4 separate regions of the Sus scrofa genome follow, and all the other regions are linked to region 3. The links are chromatin contacts, called in public HiChIP or PLAC-seq maps. All regions are on one chromosome and are shown on one strand. The core of a region is the stretch at or near the end of the contact, and the rest is flanking DNA. Distances in the headings are between cores, read along the strand shown.

What was found. HiChIP or PLAC-seq counts read pairs in DNA pulled down with a chosen protein or histone mark.
Region 1: a contact with region 3 is called in an H3K27ac HiChIP or PLAC-seq map of alveolar macrophages. The contact joins two enhancer-like sites. A contact is called at or near these places in 1 of 47 Hi-C or Micro-C datasets (embryonic fibroblasts) and 1 of 2 datasets of contacts at active chromatin or transcription factors (alveolar macrophages).
Region 2: a contact with region 3 is called in an H3K27ac HiChIP or PLAC-seq map of alveolar macrophages. The contact joins two enhancer-like sites. A contact is called at or near these places in 1 of 47 Hi-C or Micro-C datasets (embryonic fibroblasts) and 1 of 2 datasets of contacts at active chromatin or transcription factors (alveolar macrophages).
Region 4: an H3K27ac HiChIP or PLAC-seq map of alveolar macrophages shows a contact between it and region 3. The contact joins two enhancer-like sites. A contact is called at or near these places in 1 of 47 Hi-C or Micro-C datasets (liver) and 1 of 2 datasets of contacts at active chromatin or transcription factors (alveolar macrophages).

The regions. Positions count from the first base shown.
Region 1 is chr13:115,374,980-115,377,679 of Sscrofa11.1, reverse strand. The region is part of intron 2 of TBL1XR1 (F-box-like/WD repeat-containing protein TBL1XR1); the gene reads left to right. Among named protein-coding and RNA genes, the nearest start is that of TBL1XR1, 110 kb to the left of the region's middle. Within about 2 kb of position 1,284, at least 6 of the 83 cell types and tissues checked have an H3K27ac peak or open chromatin away from gene starts, as enhancers often do. A contact at or near this core is called in alveolar macrophages, where this site is marked.
Region 2 is chr13:115,459,016-115,461,715 of Sscrofa11.1, reverse strand. The region is part of intron 1 of TBL1XR1 (F-box-like/WD repeat-containing protein TBL1XR1); the gene reads left to right. Among named protein-coding and RNA genes, the nearest start is that of TBL1XR1, 28 kb to the left of the region's middle. Within about 2 kb of position 1,360, at least 2 of the 83 cell types and tissues checked have an H3K27ac peak or open chromatin away from gene starts, as enhancers often do. A contact at or near this core is called in alveolar macrophages, where this site is marked.
Region 3 is chr13:115,765,579-115,768,278 of Sscrofa11.1, reverse strand. The region is part of intron 1 of LOC106505748 (a long non-coding RNA gene); the gene reads right to left. Among named protein-coding and RNA genes, the nearest start is that of TBL1XR1, 280 kb to the right of the region's middle. Within about 2 kb of position 1,383, at least 13 of the 83 cell types and tissues checked have an H3K27ac peak or open chromatin away from gene starts, as enhancers often do. A contact at or near this core is called in alveolar macrophages, where this site is marked.
Region 4 is chr13:115,504,154-115,506,853 of Sscrofa11.1, reverse strand. All of the region lies in intron 1 of LOC106505748 (a long non-coding RNA gene), which reads right to left. Among named protein-coding and RNA genes, the nearest start is that of TBL1XR1, 17 kb to the right of the region's middle. Within about 2 kb of position 1,448, at least 7 of the 83 cell types and tissues checked have an H3K27ac peak or open chromatin away from gene starts, as enhancers often do. A contact at or near this core is called in alveolar macrophages, where this site is marked.

The DNA.
Region 1 (2,700 bases), core at 35-2,534, 390 kb after region 3:
TCAAATCAGGATCAGAAGACTAGGATACATGTTAAGTGTGAAATAATAATTATTGTGTTGTCTCTATACTCACTACTCTCATCCTTATAGATTCTCCTATCCTTCTCATTCATTAATATGGAGAAAAGGTTAGGCTTTTCATGTGTTGTAGTGATCTAGAAAAGATAAAAGCTTTATGAGAAACCGGAAGAGGGTAAAGGGAAGTAAAATTTTTCTTTTGTCTTCCAAATGACATTTTCACATAGTTTTAAACACAGTCCAAATAAGGTCTGCAAACTACTTTTGGTTGCTAAATTTAAGTCTCTTGCATTTACTCATAGAAAAAAAAAATTTGGTTGTTTCCTTGCTTTCTTGCATGGCAAGATGTTCCAGGTTTCCTGCTTCAACCTTTATGTTGGACTTGTCTCCAAAGCATCATTTAAATTGATTGTTGCCTCCCTGCATGTTGATACCATCATAGTTAACATAATTAGTGTTGTTTTTTTTCTTTAAAAGGAAATTTATCCAGTAGCCAAGCTAGAGAGAGTTAGTTAACTCTCTAGCTTGGCTACTGGATAAAGATCGGGGAAAAGGCTTTTGTTAGCCTTTGTCTACAGCTGCCATCAACACTTTTGGCTTAATTGTGAGAGTATGGGAAGGAATATAGGCTGTAACTTTAGGTTTCTATATTGGAATGGGCTTCATCGTCAGGCTAAAGAATTTTGGACTTTGCTAAGGGCATGCCTCAAAATAGAAGTTTAGTTGCCTAGGCTAGAAGAAACTAGCTTGAGGGTGGGTTTTTGTTTGTTTGTTTTTTATTCTTTAACCTTTATTGTTTAATAATGGAGTAGTCTAGCTGCTGAGGAGATGCAAGAGGATGGATGCTCTTTTTAAAGTACCTTCAAATCTCTTGTCCTTGTAAGCTCTGAAAAGGTGCAGCATGCTTGTTCTCTCTAAGGTGGAGTTCTGCATTAAGCCACATACCACTAAGTTTTATAGTTGATTGTATGGGATTTATGAAAGCTAAGTGTTATGGGTTGAATTATGTCCCCCCCAAAGATAGGTTGAAGCTGTTATATATCTGGTACTTGTGGATGTGACCTTATTTGGAAAAAAGGCTTTTGCAAATGTAGTTAAGATGAGATCATTAGGGTGTGGCCCTTCTTCCACTATGACTGACCTCCTTATAAAAAGAGGGAAATTTGAACATGGGTGTACACAAAGAGGAGAATGGTATGTGAAGACAGAGAAGCAGCGGGAAGTTGGAGGCAGAGATTGGATTGCTGCCAGTAAGGATTGTCTGGGGCTACTGCCCCAAAGAGGAAGGGACAAGCAAGGAAGGATCTTCTTCTAGAGGCACTGGAGAGTGCATGGCCTTGCCTGTGGCTAGATTTCAGACTTCTAGGCTCTACAACTAAGACAATAAGTTTCTGTTGTTTTAAGCTACCTCGTTTGTGGCACTTTGTCATGGCTGCCTTAGCAAACTGATAGAGAAGGACACATAGTTTTTGAAATATTTTGTGTGTGATCTGAAGAGCTATTTCTCCTAAGTCATCACATTTTGCACATATTATCAGAATACTTTGAGTTGGGTAAGTAAGGGCTTCCCAGAGTTTTCCATGCATTGTATTCATCTTGAACTCTTTGAAAAATATTGCTGTCTGGCTTCCACCTCCAGAGATTCTAGTTTAATTAGTACAGGATGCAACATGGACATCAGACTTTTTAAGTTTCCCAAATGATTTAATGTGCCGCAGATTTTGAAGAATCAAGGGGCTAAATCTTCTAAGCTTAGTCAGATATTCGCCCAGCTCCCTCTAAACATGACATTTTGTGTTCATTTGGGTTTTTTTAGTCTCTAGGTAATACACTCTCTTTTTCCCCTACCAATTTTTTTTTGTACCTTGGCCTATAGCGATTTTGATTTTGATTTTGTAGTTGATTCATTTATGTATTTTACTCAACTGGCTAGGCATCTCATTGTATTCATCTTCATATATAATGAATTATTTTAAAATTTTTTCTTGGATATCTGTCTGTATTAAAATACCAAATATATTTGGGAGTTCCCTTCATGGCTTAGTGGTTAACAGACTCGACTAGGATCCATGAGGATGCAGGTTCGATCCCTGGCCTTGCTCGATGTGTTAAAGATCCAGCATTGCCAGGAGCTGTGTTGTAGATCACAGACTCTGCTCAGATCTGGTGTGGCTGTGGCTGTGGAATAGGCCAGCAGCTGCAACTCCAATTTGACCCTTCTCCTGTGAACCTCTGTATATCACAGGTGCAGCCCTAAAAGAAGGCCCCCCCAAAAAAACAAAAAACAAAAAAAACCCCACAAATCAATGCTTGGGACCAGTGGGTTACTTTGTTCTCTTGTAGATGGTACTTGATGTTACTCAAATTTGAGAAACACTGATAGACTATAATACTTTATATATTTATATAATACTTTATATGTTATAGTTAATATATATGCATTTTTAAGTTCCTTGAAGTTCCATTAAGTTCCATTATTATTCATTAACATTTTGTTCTATCAGATTGTTCAGCCTGTCATCCCTGGCTTTAAGGGATGAAATGTATTTGTTGACAGTGAAAGTTGGGGACATAGTGTAGAAAACCTAGAGTACAAGTACTCATGAGAAGGACAGCCAGCTCACCTGGTTTTAGATTATAAAGGGGTCATGGGGTGGGCTCGGGGGAAGGTGGAGGAAGTTG
Region 2 (2,700 bases), core at 111-2,610, 310 kb after region 3:
TATAAAGAAGAAAGCCTTATATACTATTAAATGTTTTATATAGCATAATAAAAAGAATAACTTGTAAGAATAACAAAAATAATACACCCTCTGAAAATAAGTAAAATATGAAATGCATAAATTGGTTAAAAAACAGTGTAACTATATAAATATGTCCTCACAATTTGTTACATCTTATTGATTCTTCAGTATAGGCATTACACCATTCTAGGTGATGTGATAAACAAGACATTATAGACCTTACATTGTACCATGGAGAGAATTGTAGAACTGTATTATTTAATTGTACAGTTGCATTCTTTAACTATAATTGTCATAAATTCTTTGATGGAGAGGAAATCAGAATCAGATGTAAGAAGACTTCAGCATTCCAAGAATGATGTCAAATGACCCCCTTCATGGTGGATTATGCACTTATTTACTATGAGATATATTTCTTCTTCAGAGATTCCTTGTTTGTGATACAACTGTATTTTTGGTTTGCAGTTATTCTGAAGTTTTGATGTGAGTCTATGTGTATATGAGATTGTTTTAAGTTGTTGGTCTCTTAATTGCAAGTGCATCTCCAGTGTCCTGCATTTGTACCCACCTCTTCTCATGATTTCTGATTTGGTGGTGTAATTGTGCATGGATGATTTCCGATCTTTACTGTGTCTATACCTTTACTGGTGAGCCTTGTCATTTGTGGAAAGTCTGTGTGGGCCTTTTAAGAATGGGGTCTCCGTTTCCCCGAGTCCTGTGGAGCTCTTGCGCACAAGCCCCGCTGGCCTTCAATGCCAGATGCTCCAGGGGCTCTTTCTCCCAGTGCCGGATCCCCGCACATGAGGGTTTGATGTGGGGCTCAGAACTCTCATTCTTGTGGGTGAGTCTCTGAGAACCAGTTAGTTTTCAGTCTGTGGAGCTTCCCACCCAGGAGATATGGGGTTGTTTATATGGTGAAATCACCCTCCTACCTGTGGATGTGGCCTCCTCTTTTTCTTCTGGAGTAGGGCATCTTTTTTAAGGTTTCTGGTCCATTTGGGTGGCGATTGCTCAGTCTTTAGTTGTGAATTTTGTTGTTTTTAGGAGAGAAGTTGAGCTCTAGTCCTTCTATTCTGCCATCTTAATCCTGTCTCTATCTTATTTTTCTATAGCTTAGTTTTGGATGTGAGGAGAGAGATCCTCTTAGTGGTCTCAGTAGTTTAAATGTGGCACACAGGATAGCTGTTCCTGTTTCTTGACTTATATTGAGTGTGTGTAGAAGAATGATACTTTTTTAGTATTATTGCAGAGAAGTTAGGTTAGTTTTCTGGGTTTATCTAACCTTAAGGTTGTTAATGGTTGTCCAATGTTGCTGCAGATGATTTCCTAATCACAGCCACGCCCAGGCCATTTGGTTTCTTAGTACCTCTTAGTTATTGCTTCTGAACTGTTTCCTAGAAGCAACACCATAGCAACACAGGATTTTCATTTAATATACGATATGGAATTTAGGAATGTACTATTGCCAGAGTTGTGACCTTGTTCTGAAGTCTTATATTTGAACTGGAATTTGCAACAGGTTTTTCTTTAGAAATAATGTTATAAAAGTGTTTGGTTCTCCAAGGGTAAATGTTACTAGCTTCTTGGTAAGATAGGTATTTTACTGAAAACTACCATGGTGGGAATTTAAAGTATACAAGAAAGATAGGTTGGGGTATTGAGACTGTGAGCCAGCTAAAACAAAATACCTGCTAAAGATAATTATGACTTTTAAAATAAACTCTTGAGGTGTATTTTAGATAGAATAAAAGGTACCCATTTGAATGTATAATTCACTGACAAATAAGTATACTTGTATAACCATCATAATTCAGGCTATGGCTCATGTTCATTACAGAAAAATTTCTCTTGTTCCTACTCTTCAGTCTACTTTCTAATACCACAGATTATTTTGCTTCTTTTAAAATTTTATATAAATGGAATTCCATTCTGTTTTATGGTTGGCAGAGTAAAGATGCCTCAAAGATGTCCATATTTTAATCTGCATATAAAATCTCTGTATTTTATTTTACATAACAAAAGGGATTTTGCAGATATGATTACATTAAGGGCCTTGAGAAGAGGAAGTTTAACCTGTATTTTACAGGTGAGTAAAATCTAATTACTTGAGTCTTTAAAGACTGTAATCTGAGAGATGATTACTGAAGAATCGTCACAGAGATACAATTTAAACAAAGCAGGCTTTGGAGATTGAGGAAGGGGGTCTTGAGCGAAGGAATGTGGGCTGCCTCTAGAAGCTGGAAAGGTCAAAGAAATGATCTCCTCCTCTAAACTTCCATTGAAGAATCTGGCCCTTCTCTTACATCTTAATTTTAACCCATGACACCTGTGTCAGTCTTGTTACTTAAAGAACTATAAGGTAATACGTTTGTGTTGTTTTAAGCTACCAAATTTGTAGTAATTTTTTATAGTAGCTGGTAGAAAGTAACACATATACTGTTTTCTTTTTTTTTATTTTCTTTTTGTCTTTTGTCTTTTTAGGGCTGCACCCACGGCATATGGCGGTTCCCAGGCTAGGGGTCGAATTGGAGCTGCAGCTGCCTGCCTGTGCCACAGCAATGCCAGATCCAAGTCATGTCTTCAGCCTACACCACAGCTCATGGCAGTGCCGGATACTTAACCCACTGGCAAGGCCAAGCTCATGGTTCCTAGTCGGATTTGTTTCCACTTTGCCACAGT
Region 3 (2,700 bases), core at 134-2,633:
GGACACAAAGCTCTTGTGTCCTTCATAAGCAAATCAGTCATAAATAGAACACATCTCAAACTTAATTTACTGATGGTATGTACTAGAATGAGGTCACAATGTGATTTTTTTCAAAGTATTAAATCATTTTGTCCATTTTCATAGCAAAAGCATCTCTTTAACCCATATGCCCATTTAAAACTGTTTTAATTATTCTCCTTAAATGCCAAGAGAAATTTATTTTTTTGCTTTTTTTTTTTTTAGGGCTACACCCATGGCATATAGAAGTTCCCAGGCTAGGGGTGGAACCAGAGCTACAGCTGCAAGTCTACACCACAGCCATAGCAACACCAGACCAGGGCCACATCTGTAACCTACAACATAGCTCACAGCGAGGCTAGGGATGGAATCCACATCTTCATGGATACTAGTTGGTTCATTAGCACTGAGTGAGACCAGAGATGGAACCCACATCCTCATGGATACTAGTTGGTCCATTAGCACTGAGCCACAATGGGAACTTTCAAGAGTAATTATTTAACTTAAATAAACAGTGGAATATTGACCCATAATTTTTTTTCTCACAGTAGGCCATTCTTAAAAGGAGAGTAAAGTGATTTGGGTTTCACACCTTTTAGGATTCTTTAGAGACCTTGAAAAGAAAAAGGAAACCAGCATATATGCTCCTCCACCAATCCTCTTCTTTACCTTCTTTGTTGGAAAAGGGGGTGAAAAGGAGCTGCCAGGCATCAATTCAAGATGCTCTCTGGCTCAGGAACAGGGCTGGGGGAATTACAGCCACCAAAAGAAGGTCCAGGGTGCCACCAACATGATTTCCCCAGACTTCCTGACCAAGAACCCTATAAAGTTCCATCTTCTCACAACCTGTTTTGTTTATTTCTATTTGCGGTTTTGGCTTCACCTAACAGAGTACGGAAACCACATAATATTTACGTACAGTTGCCAACTGTAGCCTCATCTTTATCTTAACTGTTTCTTCAACAAAAGAAAAACAATAAAAAAATGATACTCTTCCTGTTAAGCTCAATTATGAGCATAACAGTTGATTATCTCACTTTCAGTATGACCAGTTAGGGTCTAAATATTATTTTATGAATGGCAGCAACCATCATATGGAAAGCATGGCTGTCCTAAAGAACAGATTTAGAAGTCAGGGATACAATGCAGAGAGTGCTAACCCAAATGCCTGTAGGAGGCCAGCAAGTAACTAACTGAAAGAGTGAGATAAACTGAGGGAAGACAACAGGAAGACAAAGCACTGAGAGGAACTAGAGTGTACCGCTCACTAAGGTAAACAAGAGGCTTTTTGCCTAGAAGTCAAAAGTCAGGTGAACAGAGAAGCTCCAAGTTCATCTGGGTGCTTCCAGAACAATGATTCGTTCTTCTGCTGGAAGGGGCCACACCCAGAAACCACAGTGAAGCAAGCAAGCACTAAGGGAATGTACTCCAAAGACCAGTACAAATATTCAAAACCTTTCCATGTCTAGCCTCAAAGAGGAGTGTGTCACCAGGAAGGGATGGATCCCAGGAAATATTCTGGGACAAGAGTATTTTGATACTGCTCAGATTGTATACCACAATAGTGACTGCCTACACAGCTTGTCCTAAGGCCCAACTCGAAAGACAGTTCAACTTGCCTTTTCTCAGGGAAGACACCAACTACAAAAAAAAAAAAAAAAAAAAAAGTAACTTAATTCCGGAAACAGAAGGATTTCCAGAAAAAAAAATTAATTTTACACAAATTTCTCTGATTCTGGAAAGGCTCACCTGGAAAAGGTTTCACATATTCACATTGTGTAAATGCCTTGGTCTTCATTATTTATAACACATTGAGTGAATAACAAATCTCAGCTCCATTTCTGCTACGTTTACCCAGCCATCCTACCCCTGATCACTTAGGCAGTTATTGAAAGGGAATGATCCAATCAGACCTTTCCTTTCTCATATTATTAAGAATTGTGTCATCATTGCATAAGGCCTGAAGTTGCAAAAACTGTTATTTCAAAAGTGATGACTGAGCTCCTTCTATGCACCAGGGCTTACACACTGGACAAACAAGGAATGGCAAAGCAAAGTTCTTGTTCTTTATGAATCCCAGTCTAAGTATGTGTCAATCATATACAGAATTAGCCAAATGACCATGTAAGAAAAAACATTATGAATAAAATGCTGTAATATTGGCATGGACATCCCTAATTCTGCCTGGGAGGTAGAGAATGGGGACATTTGAGCTAGCCTTTAAACGACTGTGAAATATAGGAAGGGTGGTTCCAGAACATGACACCATGTATAGAATTTCATATTCATAAAATTCAATATCTGGTACTAAGTGATTACTAAGTAAATTTTTTTCATTTATTTTGTTTTCATCTTAGGTTTTCTTTTTGTTGTATTTCAGCTTTATTTTTATGAAGAGTATCTGAAAAATTTATGAATTCTCTCTACTAAGTCCGGTATTGCCCTTGAGTTTAGTTGGGGTAGAATTATAAATGTTTCTCATCTCTTTCCCTAGCTACCGACTTTAAATAGGATCCCATAAAGTGACACATGACATTTAATAACAAACTCAATGCATAAAACTGCTGAAGTGTTTGAAAAATATAAAAGCTTTATGACAATACATATCAAATGATACAGAATATGAAAAGTCTTGGAACATTATCGGGATTGGCTAGAAATAAACCCAACATAAATTAACCT
Region 4 (2,700 bases), core at 199-2,698, 260 kb after region 3:
ATCCATCTTTAGGGAGTTCCCTTCATGGCTCAGCAGTTAATGTACACGACTAGGATCCATGAGGTTGTGGGTTTGATCCCTGGCCTCACTCAGTGGGTTAAGGATCCAGCGTTGCCATGAACTGTGGTGTAGGTTGTGGATGCGGCTCAGATCTGGCATTGCTGTGGCATAGGCTGGTAGTTGTAGCTCCGATTGGATCCCTAGCCTGGAAACCTCCATATGCTGTGGGTGTGGCCCTAAAAAGCAAAAAATAAATAAATAAATAAGTAAATAAAATAAAACAAGATCCATCTTTGAAATTGGAATATCTACTAAACTTCCAGTAGGGAGAATTCATTCCTTGAGTGAAGATTTACCATTATCAGTCCTTCTATATTGAAAATCTTTCTCCTAAACTGTCAGGAACATAGATAAATCAGCACTTTAAAAACAACAGTTTAATGACAGAATATGTAAAAAAAAAAAAAAAAAAAGATTTATCTTAGCATGCTAAGAGAAGTTATGTTTAAAAAACTGGATCAATTCTTTAATGTTGAAAATAACATAGTTATGCAACATGTTTGTGTGTGTGTGTGTTGGCTGCACCTGAGGCATGTGGAAATTCCTGGGCCAGGGATTGAACCCATGCCACAGCAGTAACCCAAGCTACTGCAGAGACAACGCTGAATCTTTAACCCATTGCACCACAAGAGAACTCCTTTTGCAGTATGTTTAGAAAGCTAAAATGTTAAAATGTGGATAAAACTATAAGAATTTTATTCTAGGATTTCGCATTGTGGCTCAGCAGGTTAAGAACCCAACATAGTGTTCGTGAGGATACAGGTTCCATCCCTGGCCTCACTCAGTGGGTTAAAGATCTGGGTTCTCTGCAAGCTGTGGCATAGGTCCCAGATGTAGCTTAGAGCCAGTGTTGCCATGGCTGTGGTGTAGGCCAGCAGCTGCAGCTCCAATTTGACCCCTAGCCTGGGAACTTCTACATGCCGGAGGTATGGTTTTAAAAAGAAAAATAAATGAATAAGAGTTTTACTCTAAACATTTAATGAATTATATAATAGACTAAATGGTTGACTAAATAAAACTGAAGATTGACCAACTATATATTGATCAAACTTGGCACATACATGTATTTTTTTAATGTGAGTGAAACAAGCTAAACATTTTCTTCTCTTTAGCAGTTAATCCTTGACTGAAGTATTGGAAAATTAAATTTACAGTCTTATTGTTTACCTTTGGAAATTCAACTTGAAAGGAAGAAAGAAAGAAAGAGAAAAGAAAAGAAAGAAAAGAAAAAAAAGGGGCCACCAGATGTGAGAAGTCTAGAAATTATGTTTTCAGAGGTTCACTGACTCTGCTTAAGAGGATAGTAACAAGAAGTAGGTTCAGCCAAATAACTGCACTGAAGTGAAAGAGCCACATAACTAACCACACCCTATTTCCTGTATATTCCTGGAAGGGAAATATACAATAAACTCGAAGCGGAGATTACATTATAACACTTTCAGTGTACACAACATCAGCTTTCCTGAAAGTTGAGGGAAAGTTGTTCATGCTTTTCTTTCAGTGGCCAGGAAGGACTATGTTTAGAAGTAAGTGATAAAATTTGGTCCACTCACATCTCTCTATATGCAGAGAAATTAAAGAAAATCATAAAACCTATTTAATCAGTTATTTGCTTCATATGGAGGCATACATGTATAGAATTTTCAAAATCCCTGCATTGTTAGGTAGTGCCTGGCATAAGTGGCAAAACTGAGGGGTTAGCATCCAGTGTGCTCCTCTAAGCCATACCCTGGGCCCTTGGCCTGTGGTAGGTCCCAGTGGAGGAGGGTGTATTTAACATTAGTTGGTCCACTTAGAGGAGATACAAAGATCTGTTTTGCTGGCTGAAGCCCTCATGGCCCTGGTCTCATGAGTAATGATGAATGAAGTAACTCAGAAAGAGTCTTTCTTAGGGAGACATAAGCATGATTATATAAATTGGCCCTCCTGAGCTCTGTGCATTCACACAGCACAAATCTAAGGCTGTGGAGGAATGGGCCACATGGTTCCCTCCTTTGCTGGAGGGAATGGGGTGGACATATTCCTGTGCAAATCATTCATTTCTCAGCCAGAAAGTGTTTATATGAGTGGACTGGCCTTTAAAGAATATCACCTTATTCGTCTGCTGAAAATCATAGCCCCAGGGGCCAACACTATTTTATGGCTCTAAGGGGACAAATACTCAGTAATTTGCTCTCTTCCGACTTTCTTATAGTCCGTCCCCCGCCCCCAACCCTAACTATTTCTTGACCTAGAATCCCAGGGCGTTACAAATTGAAGAATCCTTTGAGACCAAACCCAGCAGCTTCCTGCTTTCTACATGATAGAACTGAGGCCAGTTTGTGCTTTCTGCCCCACTTAATTCTTCTGATACCTCTTCATATTTTACATCATTCACCGCTCTTGGAAAATATGAGCCAGAAAAAATTGTTCACTGAAAATCTTGCTCTGCCTAGTCTCAAACCAAAACCAAGGAGTGTGAGAAGAGAAAGAAATCTATATGGTTTGAAAACTTAAAGTACTGCTAATTCATTATATTATTTGTATGCCATACAAACCTTTTCTTTCATTAGTTAAAATTTTCTTTAAGAGTGGGGGCTGTGTCTTTGAAATTCTCTTTTAGTATAAATGGACTCTCACACAGTATTATGAATGCTCAGA